Linked DNA regions of Mus musculus: region 1 is linked to region 2. Evidence: chromatin contacts called from public HiChIP or PLAC-seq data. All regions are on one chromosome and are shown on one strand. The core of a region is the stretch at or near the end of the contact, and the rest is flanking DNA. Distances in the headings are between cores, read along the strand shown.

The links. HiChIP or PLAC-seq counts read pairs in DNA pulled down with a chosen protein or histone mark.
Region 1: a FOXA1 HiChIP or PLAC-seq map of pancreatic cancer cells shows a contact between it and region 2. The contact joins the promoter of Hoga1 here to the promoter of Pik3ap1 in region 2. A contact is called at or near these places in 2 of 39 promoter capture datasets (hippocampal neurons and liver) and 1 of 115 datasets of contacts at active chromatin or transcription factors (pancreatic cancer cells).

Annotation. Positions count from the first base shown.
Region 1 is chr19:42,043,522-42,050,853 of GRCm38.p6, forward strand. Hoga1 (4-hydroxy-2-oxoglutarate aldolase 1) reads left to right here and starts at 2,349. Exons shown (of 7, transcript NM_026152.2): 1 at 2,349-2,589. The coding sequence starts at 2,397. Ankrd2 (ankyrin repeat domain 2 (stretch responsive muscle)) reads left to right here. Exons shown (of 9, transcript NM_020033.2): 7 at 232-330; 8 at 522-620; 9 at 1,340-1,589. The coding sequence ends at 1,486.
Region 2 is chr19:41,383,737-41,390,894 of GRCm38.p6, forward strand. Pik3ap1 (phosphoinositide-3-kinase adaptor protein 1) reads right to left here and starts at 1,366. Exons shown (of 17, transcript NM_031376.4): 1 at 1,221-1,366. The coding sequence starts at 1,233.

The DNA.
Region 1 (7,332 bases), core at 1,099-3,598, 660 kb after region 2:
CACTGCCAGGCAAGAAGGGAACTGTAGTAGGCTCGCCAGAGGAGGTGGCACTTAGAGCTGTACGATCAGGCAACTGGGAGGGATAGTGGTATGTTGGACCATTCTCTCCTGTCCAAGGCTCAGGCTTTGGCACTCGGACTTGAGAGTAGGATTAAGCTGGAGATAGCTCTTCCACCCCAGGATACCACAGCCCAGGCCCATGTGCCAACAGTCCTGTTTCCTCCCGCACAGCTACTGAGCACTCCCCTGCATGTGGCCGTCCGTACTGGACACGTGGAGATTGTGGAACATTTTCTTTCCCTGGGCTTGGATATCAATGCCAAAGACAGAGTGAGTCCTTGCTTGCTCCCCTGCTCAGCCAATATGGGTGTAACAGCAGCCTACCAGGCTGCCAAGGGCGAGTAGTCCTTCCTTACAGGACCCTAGGGTGTCTGCTTCTGAGCAAGGTCTTTAGCCCCATCTCCTATCACCCTACCCACCCACTGACCTCAAGGGTTACCTGTGTGCTACACTGATTCTAGGAAGGGGACAGTGCCCTACATGATGCCGTGAGACTCAACCGCTACAAAATCATCAAACTGCTGCTCTTGCATGGGGCGGACATGATGGCTAAGAACCTGGTGAGTCTGTTCCTCGGGCTTGGTGGTTTGGGGTGCCCTTGCATGGTGGATGTTCTGCAGAGGCCATGGGGCAGCCACAGCCTAGGTACTCATGTCATTGGCGCTTGGCTACACCATCCTAATCCCAGGTCTCCCTTCATGTGTCAAGGCCCAAAGCATAAGTTTAGAGAAACAATAAGAGAGGTAATGGGAGGACTTCCCCAAGGTTCCCAGATAGGTGAAGGGGATCGCAGTGCCCAGGCCCAATCCATGGAGGGCCAGTGGAAAGGGAATCAAATTACTTGGTTGGTGTGGCCATTCTAGCACCTCATGTTGGTTCGTGGTAGGTCTCAGACTTTCTATGAATAGATGTCCTCTGGCCCAAGCCTATCTATTGGTTCACAGAACAATCACAGGAGAGGGGCATGGAAAAGTTCTTCTGGCACAGGAAAGCATAGGGACATTGAGGGAAGCAAGAGCACATGGAGAGGGTGTGGATGGTCTTAGCCTTGCAGACACTGGGGCTGGACGATTCATAATGAAGGGACTTTCCTGTGCACTGTCCCAGCATCTCAGGTCTCTGCCCACTAGATAGCAGTAGCAACCATAACCTCTAGTTGTGAAATGCAAGATGGCTTTACCCCTGGGCATTTGCCTCTAGCTGAGAACCACTGGTACAGCTGAAGACAATTTCGGGTGGACTGCTCAAATCTGAGTATGTCTACTTCTATTTTCTCCAGGCGGGAAAGACCCCCACGGACCTGGTCCAGCTCTGGCAAGCAGACACCCGGCATGCCCTGGAGCATCCCGAGCCAGAATCAGAGCAGAACGGACTGGAGAGGCCTGGGAGTGGCCGTGAGACACCTCAGCCTATACCAGCCCAGTAAATACCTACCCGGAGCTGGGCACCCAACCCCCTACTATGAGCTGCCTGCAGCCAGTCTAGCAGGAACACCCCTAGATGCAACACAATAAAGTGCTGGCTTTGCTATTTGTGGCGTTTGTCTCTGTTCGTGCTCCAAACACGTAAGAGCAAAGACTGGATGCTAGAGTGAGCTTGGGAACGCAGGAAATGTGGAGTCCCTTGGGTCCTGAATTAGTAGGTCTCCCGACGCTGGCCTGGCCTTGCTTTGTCCCTCTCATCCTGCTTTTCTTTCCTAATCCCTGGGGCCGCGATTGTGGTATGTTTCACACTGTGGCATACTCATCTTCTGCTCCTATCTTCAAGACTGTTCCATGGAGCTGTGTGTCCCTGTGTGGCCAGCAGAGGGCTAACACGTGACGGCCCTTGGCAGCCACTTGTAGACAGGAGGAGTGATTTTTCACAACTGCTTCTGGAAGAGCAAGTGGTTGGCTACAGTAGGGCGGGGCCAGGCCAGCTCAACCAATCAGTTCCGTCATGTTCAGCCAGCCTGGAAACGGAGGGTGTGCGTGTTGGGGTCGGGGGTAAGGGTGGGGTGGGTGGCTCCAGGCCCTGGCGCTGGGTAAAGAGGTCCCTGTCAGAGACTGTTTTTAGTGTTGAAACCCCAAGGGCCAGCTCTCTTTTAGGCCGTAATTGTGGCGTTTCTCCAGCGGCTTTCCAGCAGGGAAGAAAGCCGGCCTGGAGACTCTCTAGACCCGCCCCCGACCTGGGACACCCAGTGCAAAGCTGCACGCTCCCAAGCCATGCCCACAGGTTGTGGTGGGAACACAAAATTTTAACTGTGTATGTAGATCATTAACAGAGCGGGGAGGAAGGAGTCCAAACTCAGTTCCCCTGTGGTCACAGACAGCTGAGGCTCCAGACCTCCCGCAGAAATGCTGGGCCCCCAAATTTGGGCCTCCATGAGGCAGGGTCTGAGCAGGGGCTTGTCTAGGAATGTGAAGGGCAAGAAGGTAGACATTGCCGGCATCTACCCACCCGTGACCACCCCATTCACCGCCACCGCAGAGGTAGACTATGGGAAACTGGAAGAGAACCTGAACAGACTGGCCACCTTCCCCTTTCGAGGTAAGAGGGAAGTTGGGGAGCCAGATCCAGGAGGGTGGGGAGCTGTGGGGAAGCTCTGGCACTTTGGACAGAGCCTCACCTGCCTTTGTTTCCCCATCTGGGAAGGGCTAAGGCACCTTCTTTACTCCCAGGGTTATTGTAGTGAAAACATGGGGCAGTGAATGGGGGCATCCTTGTCTCTCAGGCCCGCTTGCTGATGGGAAGGCGCTAGCCAGGTCACACAGGAGGGCAGCCTGTTTTCAGCCTCCTTCCCCCTGGAGCCTGCCTGGGGGCTCAATGTGCTGGATCCTCTGATCCACCTCTTGTTTTAACCTGGGTCCTCTCCTTGAGGCCACGGACTACATCCTATGTGAGATTCATCTGCCTCACAGACATAGGTCCAGTAAGAGAAGGTAGAAAAGGGCAGTCCCCTGCCCTGCTCCATCCCATTCCACCCACCCAGAGCAATTCCTGGTCAGTGCTGTCAATGACACCATCTTGTAGGAGGGAACGTGGGCTCCCAGAGATGTGGTCACTGTCTAAAGCCACTCAGCTAACACATAGCTGAGCTGAGACTTGAACTGCTGACTAGAAGCTCTGTTCTGCCCACTGATTCTAAGTTGTGGGATCTATCTAAGACTATCCCTACAAATGTCGTTTGGTGGGTACCAGCTTGGAAAATGGCTTCCCTCTGACTGAGAAGAAGGTACAAGCTAGCAGCTAGGATAGTGGACTCTAGTTTCCAGTTGCAGTTTTGCCAGTGGTCTTACTCCGTGGGATACTCTAGCCCTGTTTCCCCATATGACACACGGGAGTGATAATGCTCTTGCTGTGGGGCAGCCAGAAGAAGAATCTGGAAGAATGTGAAGAAAAAGAATGGTATAGATTCTATAGTGCTATAGATTGGAAGGGATAGACTCTTGGGAAGTCTCAAACCCTGGGAGAACTATCTGAAGGATCTATTTAATATATCAAAGCGGACCTGGCTGCCAGGTTCTCCCAGCCTCCTTCAGTCCCTACCTGTTACAGGTATGGCTGGCATACCCCACCCTCTAGTTCCCTCTTTCCCCAACTCTCCAGCTCGGGGGCTGGGCTGCCCTATCCCAGAGGCTCTTCTCTGTAGAGTGCAGCCATTTTGGTTATCCACCCCTTTCTTTTACATCTTGGCCCCTGCACCTGATTCCCTTCCCTCCCATCCCCCGTCCCCTCCTTCCTCTCCTCAGTGGCTCAGGGTCCTGGTCACTCTGGACTCTCCCAGATGTTTCTGCCTCTGGCTATGCTCTCCCTTTGACCTACAATGAACTTTTCCCTCCACCACACCTAGGAGCAGTCATGCCCTTTTTCAGTTTTTATTTTTTTTTTTATTTTTTCATTCAACACTGTAGCAAAACTGCTTGGTGCTTGGTGACAGTGACCACTGGCCCAGGTGAGCCCACTTCATAGCTCAGGACCCAGATGATGTTTGTGAAGGGACAGTGGCCTTTGGGTGCACGTTCTGAGTGAGCAGGGGATAGCATGGCTACTAGAACTTGCTTATGCTGGCCTGGAGGGATAACCCTTAGCTTCAAATTGAACACTGTGCTTCAGCTTAAAGATCAAGGACACTTAGTGTAGGGGCCAGAAGACTGGCTTCTGTATCCATTGTGTTTCTGAAATCCTGTATTTAGGATTTCACAGAGATCTCCACAGTTGTCTTTGAATTCCCCCTTTGTCTCTCTAACTCATGCAACCAGCATCGGGTGCCCTGGGCAGGTTTGTTGTTTGGTTGGTTGGTAGAGGGAAGGATTTGGCTTCTGGGTTCCTGATGCTGTCTGATTCCTCCATTCACCACATAGCAGGAGATTGGGGCTTTGGGAGGAAGGCGACCAATCTCTGAAGTTGGAAGACTCCTCCTCTGGCTATTATAGCAACTGAGAAATCACACTCAGGCTGGAGAGATGGCTCAGACATTAAAGGCTAGGCTCACAACCAAAAATATAAGAGAAATCACACTCCCTCTGTAGTCCAGTTTCCTTACTTGAGAATAGGAGCTAAGCCCTCAGGATCTTAGCCAGTGGCTCAGTATAATTCCCCCAAGATAGGCAGCCAAGATAGGCTGGCACAGAGGACGAAGAGTCAGGGGTGTCTTTTCAAGGTTCTTGCACTTAGCCAAACATTGATATTTCTCTTTCTGGAATAGACCTTGCAATCTTAACACTCAGGAGAAGATAAAGACAGTTGCCAAATGCTATTGCTACTTTGTATCAGTGTGGGTAACAAGCCCTCCAAAGAGGTGGGAACCTGCCCTTGGTGCTTCAATGAACACAGAATATTCTTGAAGGCTTAGTCTGAGACTGTGAAGTTATTTGTTTTGATTTGTTTTTTTTTGAGACGGGGTTTTTTTCTGTGTAGTCCCGGTTGTCCTGGAATTCCCTCTGTAGACCAGGCTGGCCTCGAACTCAGAGATCCCTGCCTCTGCCTCTCAAATGCTGATAAAGTATTGTTAATTTGTGATTGTTTAAATGAAGAGTATTCCTTTAAAATAAAAGTTAAGGACGAGATGGCACACTGGGTAACGGCTCTTGCTGTCAAGCGATTTGTTAAGTCCAATCTCCAGAATCTATGTAAGGTGGAAGGGGAGAACTAGTTTCTACAAGCTATCCTTTGACCTCCACGTGCATGCCATGGTACACATGTCTCTCCCCTCCCACAAATAAATAAGTGTAAAAGGCATTTTGGGGGGACAGATTAACTAATACTTTATCAAATGTGTTAAAAAAAACCCACAATTATTAATAAAAGGACCATGCAAAACCTTTAGCCTCTGTTTATGGAAAATACATGTCAGTTCTGGGTCACAATTGTTCTGTTGAACTACCAAAAAAACAAATCATAAGAAAGTATTGAAAAGCTATGCAATGGCTGCTTTTAGTGTCAGCTACAACAGACCAACCCCCATTAGCTGTTTTGGAAAGTGAAAGTGGGCCTTAGTTTGTAGATAAGGGATGTCTCCAGTAGTTAAGAAAATTATAGGGGGCTGGAGAGATGGCTCAGGGGTTAAGAGCACTGATTGCTCTTCCAGAGGCCCTGAGTTCAATTCCCAGCAACCACATGGTGGCTCACAACCATCTGTAATGGGATCTGATATCTTCTTCTGGTGTGTCTGAAGACAGCGACAGTGTACTCACATACATAAAATAAACAAATAAATCTTAAAAAAAAGAAAAGAAAAAGAAAATTATAAACTCTGCAAAAGTTTGTCAGTCTTATATAGAAGCAGGAAATGGTGTCAGCACCACAGTAGGCATGGGTCTGCTCTTATGTTTTCCTATCTTGTGCAGCATGCAGACTTGATGTTGTGCTCAGCTATAAAAATGAACCTTGAATAAAGGTTTTTATAATCATAAGTTTTAAAAAAAAATTTAAGTAAAGGACTGGAGAGCACTGACTGCCCTTCCAGAGGTTCTGAGTTCAATTCCCAGCAACCACGTGGCATCTCACAACCATCTGTAATGGGATCTGATGCCCTCTTCTGGTGTGTCTAAAGACAGAAACAATGTACTCACATACATAATAAATACATGAATAAGTAAATAAATCCTTTAAAAAAATTAAGTAAAATAAAAGTTATAACCAAATATGGTGTGCCTAAGCCGTACTCGAGCAATGACAGTATTGATAAACTAGGAAGGGGGAATCTCATGGATTCTATCCTCAAGACAGAGACAGTTAACTACTGACTGCCAAGAGAGGGAGAATTAGCCTCTGCCAGGATGAACCTTAATTAGTTTTCCAGTGCCAAGTGGTCAGCCTTGAAGTCATGGACATATGGACTCTGCAGGTTGTATTTCTGATATGCAATGGTTATATGTATATCTGTGTCTATGTGTGTGTATGTGTATATATATATATACACATATATGTAATAATAGAGAAAAAGAGAGCCGGGCGTGGTGGCACACGCCTTTAATTCCAGCACTCGGGAGACAGAGGCAGGAGGATTTCTGAGTTCGAGGCCAGCCTGGTCTACAAAGTGAGTTCCAGGACAGCCAGGGCTATACAGAGAAACCTCATCTTAAAGCAAAAACAAAAACAAAAACAGAAAAAGAAAAAGAAAGAAAAACAACAAAATAAACCCAAAACAAAACAAAACAAAAAAAGAAAAGAAAAAGAGGCCATCTGTCTGAGGAGGAGAGAGAGGAGAGACATGGAAAAGGTTGGAGGGGAGAAATAGAAGAGGAAAGTGATGTAATTATATTTTTATTTAAGTTTTTTATTAAAAATAAAACTTTTAGCACATTATAACCAAAGGCCAGCAGGAAGAGTTGACCAGGAGGGCCAGTGGCCCTGGACTTACACCTGTCAATAGTCTCACAGGTGGACTTTGAGTTGTTATTTCCAGTGAGGTCAGTGGACAATCACAGGGCTATTTCAGCAAGGCTGGAGAGGTAAGGTCCCCAAAGCTTCTAGCTGTGCCTTATTCCTTCCCCACATAGAATCGACCAGAGTTTCTTCTCAAAGAGAAAACATTTTTGTGTATATAAAAAGCATTACTTCTTTAAAGGAAATGTTTCAAATAACATTTTTTTTGAGGCAGGTAAGAGGTTGGAACTCACTTTGTAGACTCAGCTGACTTGAACCCACAGAGATCTGTCTACCCTTGCCTTCTGAGCGCTGGGATTAAAGGTTGTGTGCCACCATGACTGGCAACAACTTTTAAAGACTATTTCCTTTTTAAGTGTGTCTAGGTGTGTGTCTGCATGTGGGCGTGGGCATGTGAATACA
Region 2 (7,158 bases), core at 116-2,615:
GTGGACCCTGAGCCACAGTGCTGCTTTATCCCATAGAGCCTGGCTAGGGAACCGCAGGCCATTGATGAACCACCCTCCCAGCCCCTTCAATAATAATAATAAGCATGTATTATCAAAGCCTTTTCTACCTTCGTTCCAAAGTACCATGACCCAAGGCTAGACCTTAGCAGATCTGGAGACAGTTGGCTTTAGCATCTGCTCCCTTCCCTCCCAAGCATTGACTTCCCCCAGCCCACGCTACACGATCTCTCTCAAGAGATGCTATCATCTGGTTTTCATTCTCTCTCAAAGCATCACGCTGGAGCTAGGTAAACACAAGTCAGCCAAACCGAAAACATGGCAACTCTCTCTTCTCATCTAGCAATTCCTCATTTAGTTACTGTTTTCTTTCACACCACCAAAACTCTGTGGTGAACAGAGACCAGACCGACAAGGTTCTCACCAAGAATCTACTACGCCTATAGCCACTGAGGTGTATAGGTGCTGCTCACTAACTGTCTCTCAACGTTGTCCTTACATGGTTTGTCCTGAACCTCAGCGAGCTAAGGACTTGCCAAGTGTACATATGCTCATGAGCTAGAAAGAAACCCAAGACCAACCAGAAGAAACTTCTGGCACCTTTTGATGATTTGCCCACCAAATTCCAATTACCCCTGGGCACATAAGTTACATAGAGAACAGAGTAAGAGTAAAATTAGAGTGTGGTCTCGGTTTTTTACCAAAATTCCAGAGAAGATATACAATCGCGGTGGACAAAGGGGGCTTCTGAAGCTGTCCCTGGACCACCTAAGACTGCCTGAGCGCCCCCTATTGGTTGGATAAGACCCTAAGAGAAGCATCTGGCTTCTTACAGAATCCGCCCTCCACCTCCTATCAACTGTCCTCAGAGTACTCAGAGTTAGAGCTGAGAAAGCGACCCTTGGCAACTTACAGCTAGAAGGGAGAAAAGAAGACTTAGAAACTGGGATAGGTCGAGCCCCAGGCAGGAGCAAGACAGAATCGTGCACAGACCGGTTAGGGGAAACGTGAGAAAGTTCAGAGGGGAAGTTTGCGACAGAGACTGGAGAAAAGACCGGAAAGAATACAAAATCCCCTCACTAAAGACTAAAGAAGTAGGGAGACAGGTCTCAAGACTGGGAGGGTGGTGTCAGAGAGCCTCAAGGACCAGGGGCGCGCGAGCCAGGAGCCGGGAGCTGGAGAGCGCTGCGCCTGCTACCCACCTGAGGCTGCCATGCCGTCCCGGGAGCAGCTCGCATCCCCGGCTGGCACCGGAGCACGGTATCCGGTGCCCACAGCCGCGGTAGGCGACGTCGCTGGCGCGGGGTTAGAAGCAGAGTCCAGCTGTGCTCAGGACAGTGGCGACTCTGGCGCTTCCTCCTGCCGGGCAGCGGGGACTCGCACGGGGGCGTGTCCAGAGGGTCTGCCCCGCCTGCGGGGCTCCGCGTGGCACCTGCACGCGCGGCGGTTGGGGAGGGGAAGTGAGAAGTCCACACGACCAGCCGCCAGCTCCCGGCGCCGACCCCTGCTCGTGCCACGTGTGTCCCGAAAGCAGGCAGCCACCTCGATGTCCCCCAAGAGCAGTCTGAGGTGCTGGAACTGGGGGAGGGAAGACAGACTGTAGGGCTAGCTAGTCTCAGACTTGAAGTGGGGAGGCATAGCACAGCTGTCCCAACCACCTTGTCCCTTGGGACTTGTCCTTGAGACACTGCCCCCAAGAATAGGGAAGGCCTGCAGGAAGGGGAAGGAGAAGCACCTGGCCCTAGGGTCTTGGCGTTGCCCTTGGGTGCCCTCCTGTGACCCTTCTGCATTTCCTTGGATCTGGCCCTCTAAGGGCACATGGGTGTTAAGCATAATCTTTGATAGATAGATGTTATCACTGCCAAGAACCTTCCACACACGATTGTTCCACTTCCACTATCAGAGCTCTTTGGCTTTCTTCCATCTTCCTCCACTTTAAAAAAAAAAAAAAAAATCTTAGTTTATTTATTTTGTGTGCTTGTGTGGGAATGTGCATGCACATGTTGTTCGGTTCACAGAGTGGACAGAGTCTGTTCTCTCCTTCCACCATGGAGTTCTGGTAAATCAAACTGATCAAAGTGGCTAGACACTAGGCAGCAGGCACCCTTACCCTGAGCCATGTCACCAGCCCCTTTCCCACTTCTGAGGGAATACATTAAACTGCCCGGATCGTCCAGGAAAAGACATCTAAGGGCCCCTTGATGGCAGCCTCAATACATCTATCTACAACTTCAGACCCTTGTCCTATAATGTAGCAAATTCACAGATCCTAGAGATTTGAGTCTGGGTATCTTTGGGCATAGTTTCTCCACCTAACACAGGCCAAGGGTCCCTAAAGCAGAGATGAACATGCTGCCTGCCATTCCCCCTGTTTAGGATATCCTTGGCCTCTGCCCCTACTCTGACACACCGTGATAGCCATTTCACACTATTAGAGTTCTTTAATTGAGCTTATAAAAACATTTCTTTATTTTTTCCAGAATGGCTTTAATTGATGCTTCCTGTATTCAGCTCTAAGTTCCTCAAAGTTAGCTCAATCTTTTTTGCTGTGGAGTCTCTATCCTCTGGTGCTAACTCTGGCCAGAAAATGTGCTCAGAAATGCATATGACCAGTAAATCCTTAGATCTGAGATCCAGGGACAGACCCCTCTTTTGAGACACTGAAAATTTGAGAATCCTGAGCCAAGAAGGAGGGACTATAAAATGCCAAAGTTAAGCCGGATGTTATAAAAGCCATTAGAGAGCAATGCTAACGGGAGGATTTAAAGTTTAGAGATCCTGAGCTTGAAGTGTCTGTGTGATGGGGAGCCCTGTCATGGCAGAAGGGCAAGGATGCAAAGGGTTGGGGGTTGAGAACCTTGTCATGGATGCCATCGTTGGAGTTGAGGCAGCAGTAGTGGGTGGGGCAAGGGGGTAAAGAGACAGAACCAGAGCAAGGGCAGAGCCATGGAGACGCCCACGCAAGACCACGGGTGCTTCTGCATCTTTGCTGAGTAGGAACAGGAACCCAATGTTTGGGAGGACCAGGCATGGGGGCCTTGGAGGCAAGGCTGTTAGTATTTGAGGATCACTGTGAGGCCCTGGGGAGAATGTCACCAGGCAGAAGGACAAGCCACTGCTGACACTGTAACCAATATGCAGGAGCCCAGGCTGGAGCAGCGGAATATGAGCAGGAAATGGGATGGGTGGTAGGACCAGAGCGTGGAGCAGGGACGGAGTTTAGCACCCTGAATTCTTATCTGACTCCTTCACTTACCGTTATGGAGCCTCGGCCAAGCTGTGACCCTGAAAGCCCACAGCTTCCTGGTGTGGACAATGAAGGAATCCCAGGTCAGAAAATATAAGACTCAAACACCAGCCCTCAGGATCCTACCTGAGCCTGAAGCCTCCTTCATGCCCCTGGACCTCTGGACATAGATGATCTATGTCCCCTGTTAGAGTCACTTTATAATCACTTGGCCTATATTTGAGGCCAAATCCCTAATGTCCCCGCCTCAAAAGCATGCTCCCCTCTTCTGACTGCAGGTTCTAGAAGAGTAAGGGCCCTTTCCTGACTTTTAACCATGATAATCTGGATGACATCAACCTAAGTATTCCTGCCCCTTCTCCAGCTGTTAGAGGTCACCTGTCAGGGGCAGGCAAGGTCTTGGTCACTCAGTCTACTGGCCACGTTTCTCACATTGTGGAGCCGCATTGGTTCCTGGAATTTGGCTGGGAGAGGACCCCAGAGGTCAATACTCCTGGGTGAAAGGGCATTCCTAGTTTTGGACACAAGCCACCATGTTTCTCTGATCAACAGAAAGAATCAGGTTAGGGGAAATAGTGTCTCCAGTTTTGCATCTCTGATATGACAGAATATTGCTCATCAGAAGAAGGGCCCATCTGCCATCCAGAAGAAGTCCCACTAAGTGGATGGAGAGGGTGGGGGACTTAGACCTGATGGTTACATGTTTGATATTGGCAAAGAAGAGCCAAAGGAGCCGGGCGTGGTGGCGCATGCCTTTAATCCCAGCACTCGGGAGGCAGTGGCAGGTGGATTTCTGAGTTCGAGGCCAGCCTGGTCTACAGAGTGAGTTCCAGGACAGCCAGGGCTATACAGAGAAACCCTGTCTACAAAAACAAAAACAAAAAAACCCAAAAAAAACAAAAACAAAACAAAAGAGAGAGAGAGAGAGAGAAGAGCCAAAGGAAAAGAAATTTCTATTCTTTATTTCAAGATGCTATTTTGAGATTATAAGTCTGAGGACCTCGGTGTTCTTGTGGGCCATCTCAATCCATCCTAATTCCCTTAGCTTTTCTGTGAGAATGGTACTGCTAGTATACATCCCCTGTAGACCAAATGTTGGCATCAGGACCTCTGAAACCTATGACATCACATAGGCGACAGTGCAACTTGTGACCTGCAAACCTGTTGTCAAGGCAACAGGCACCATATTCCCAACATCCACTTGGCTCACCTCCCACCTTTACCTGTGTTACATCATTCCCCATATAAATTAGGAAAACACCCCTCCCTCTCTCTTTCTCCCCCTCTTCTCTTTCTGCCGCCACCGTCTCTCCTTTTCCCTAATAAAACCTCTTCCACATGGAACTGCCCTGGCCTAGCGTGCTGTTGAGACGTGACCTTCACATTCTAACACATCACCAAAAGGTCAAGAACTTCTGCCCAAGGGTATACAACCAGCAATTGCAAAACTGTTTGAACACAGTCATTGCTGTGACCAAGTGACAGAGCCAATGCACGTGACCAAGTGAAAATACGTATCAGACTCTGCTTTGGCCTAAGTCACCTATGCTGGCGTCACTTCCATGGCAGTGGAAATTGCAGATGTTCTGTCACCTGTGGGCTCCCTCTGCTATGCCTGGCCTGGACAACTCTCCAAAAAAGGAGTTTGGGAGTGGAAGTTCACCCAGCATGTCTTACTCCCGCTCATGCTCTGAGCTGGGCAGTCCATTGGAGGCAAGCCTCCTCTTCCCATATCCTCTCCTCCAATGCCTTGTATGGGACTCAGCCCACAGCTGTTTTTAAATCACCAAGTACAAGCCTTTCAGTTTGTAGCTGGAGTTGCTAATGTGCAGGTTAAGTTACCTGCCTCCGTTCACCCCACCTTCCTATGGAAAGCTTTATTTTCACCCTGTTCCAGAGTCCCAAGACACTGGGGCCAGTATATACCATCAAGGTGCAGTGTGTGAAGACAGGATTAAAATGGACTTTTAGGCTGGATTTCAGAGGAGGTGCTGAGTGACCGCTGTTCCAGGCAGTTTCAACCTGACCCAGCAGGGCATCCTATTAAAAGCCCAACACAGGATATTGTGACATTCTGAGAGCAAGCAGCTTTGCAAAAGACTGGAAGCCTCACCTTCTTGCAACAATGTGGCCATCTTCTCTGTTCACCATTGTAGCCCCTCTTTCTGAAGGCCCTCTGAAGGAGCTCAGAGGCCCCTCTGCAACAGCAATGCTAATTGCAGGCCTGCAACCCAAGTTCAAAGACACAAAATTCTAGGCATCTGCCTTTTGGCTCCAGTGAGGTAATTTCCTGAACATTTGCCATTTTTTAATCCATTCATTGCTCAGGAGCTGCCTTATCTCCCGCCTGTGAAAAAGGAATGTGAAAAATGTCATAGCGTTGTCACCGTGTCTGCATTCCCTCACTGTTTTCTAGTTCCGTTGCTGTGATAAAACCCACTAACTAAAGACAACTTGGGGGGAAAAGGGTTAACTGACATTACACTTCCAGATCACAATTAATCACAGAGAGTAATCCGGGCAGGAACTCAAGGCAGGAGCCAATTAGGAAAGCTGTTTACTGCCTCCTTCTCTGACTGATGCCCAGCTAGCTTTTTTTTAGGCATGGCAGACCCATCTGCCAGGAGATGGTGACATTCACTGTATGCTGAGTCTCCCTGCATCAATTTAAAATGCAGAAAATCAGCCGGGCAGTGGTGGCACACGCCTTTCATCCCAGCACTTGGGAGGCAGAGGCAGGTGGATTTCTGAGTTCGAGGCCAGCCTGGTCTACAGAGTGAGTTCCAGGATAGTCAGGGCTATACAGAGAAACCCTGTCTTGGAAAACCAAAAAAAAAAAAAAAAAAAAGAAAGCAGAAAATCCCCCATCTTCTTTCTTACAGACCAGTCTGATCAAGGCAGTTCTTTAGTTGAGGTCTTCTCTTCACAGGGGATTCTAGGTTGTGTCAAACTGGCAGTAAAAACTAACCAGGACACTTTGTTTCTTATTCGAGGGTAGCAATGTGCTGTATTAAAGAGTTCCATTCCCAAGCATCTCTTGCAGGTTTAGCAGAGACTAACAAGATAAATGAAAGCCACCCAGTGGAATCTAGGGATGTCCTTAATAAGAGATTTAAGTTTGCTAGATCTTTTTTCCTTTTCTGCCTTTGTTTTATCTCCTGCCTGAGATGTAAATGAGACAGTTAGACGTCAAACATCCTTCTTGAATTGTGAAATAACCATGTGGATACACTAAGAATGGGACAACAAGAAGACAGACAGAGGCTGACTCCTTATGTGATGGTTACTTTTAGTTGTCAACTTGATACTATTTAGACTCACCCAGGAACAGACTCCCAATGAGGGGCCATCCAGATCTGATAGCCTATGGACACGTGGGTAGTGGGTTGTCTTGATTCCATAAACTGAGGTGGGGGGATCCTGTCCACTGTGGGCAGCACCGTTCTCTAAGTAAGGAATCCCAGACTGGGTACCTGTAGAGTGAGTGCCGAACACAAGCATCCTCTCTGCTCGTCACCGTGGATGTGATATGACTAGCTAATTCCAGTTCCTGCCCTCTCAGTTTCTCTACAAGGATGAACCGTAATCTAAAACTGTGAACTAAAATTTCACCTTTCTTTCCCTAAGCTGCTATTAGTCTGGGTATTTTTATCACAGCCTCAGAAATGAGGCTAGGATGCCTATCAGCCACGGAGCTTCCCAAAAAGCTCCAGGCTCCCAACCTGTCTTTTTTCCATGACAGATATCTGTACATCTCCGTGGAGTTGCGCTTGTCTGAGTGTTCAGCTTTATTTCACCATCAGGCTCACTGATGTGTGAATGGAAGCAACATTTAGTGAGCACCAACTGTAACACATGTTCTTTCGTATGCTGGCTTGCCTGATGCTTTACAG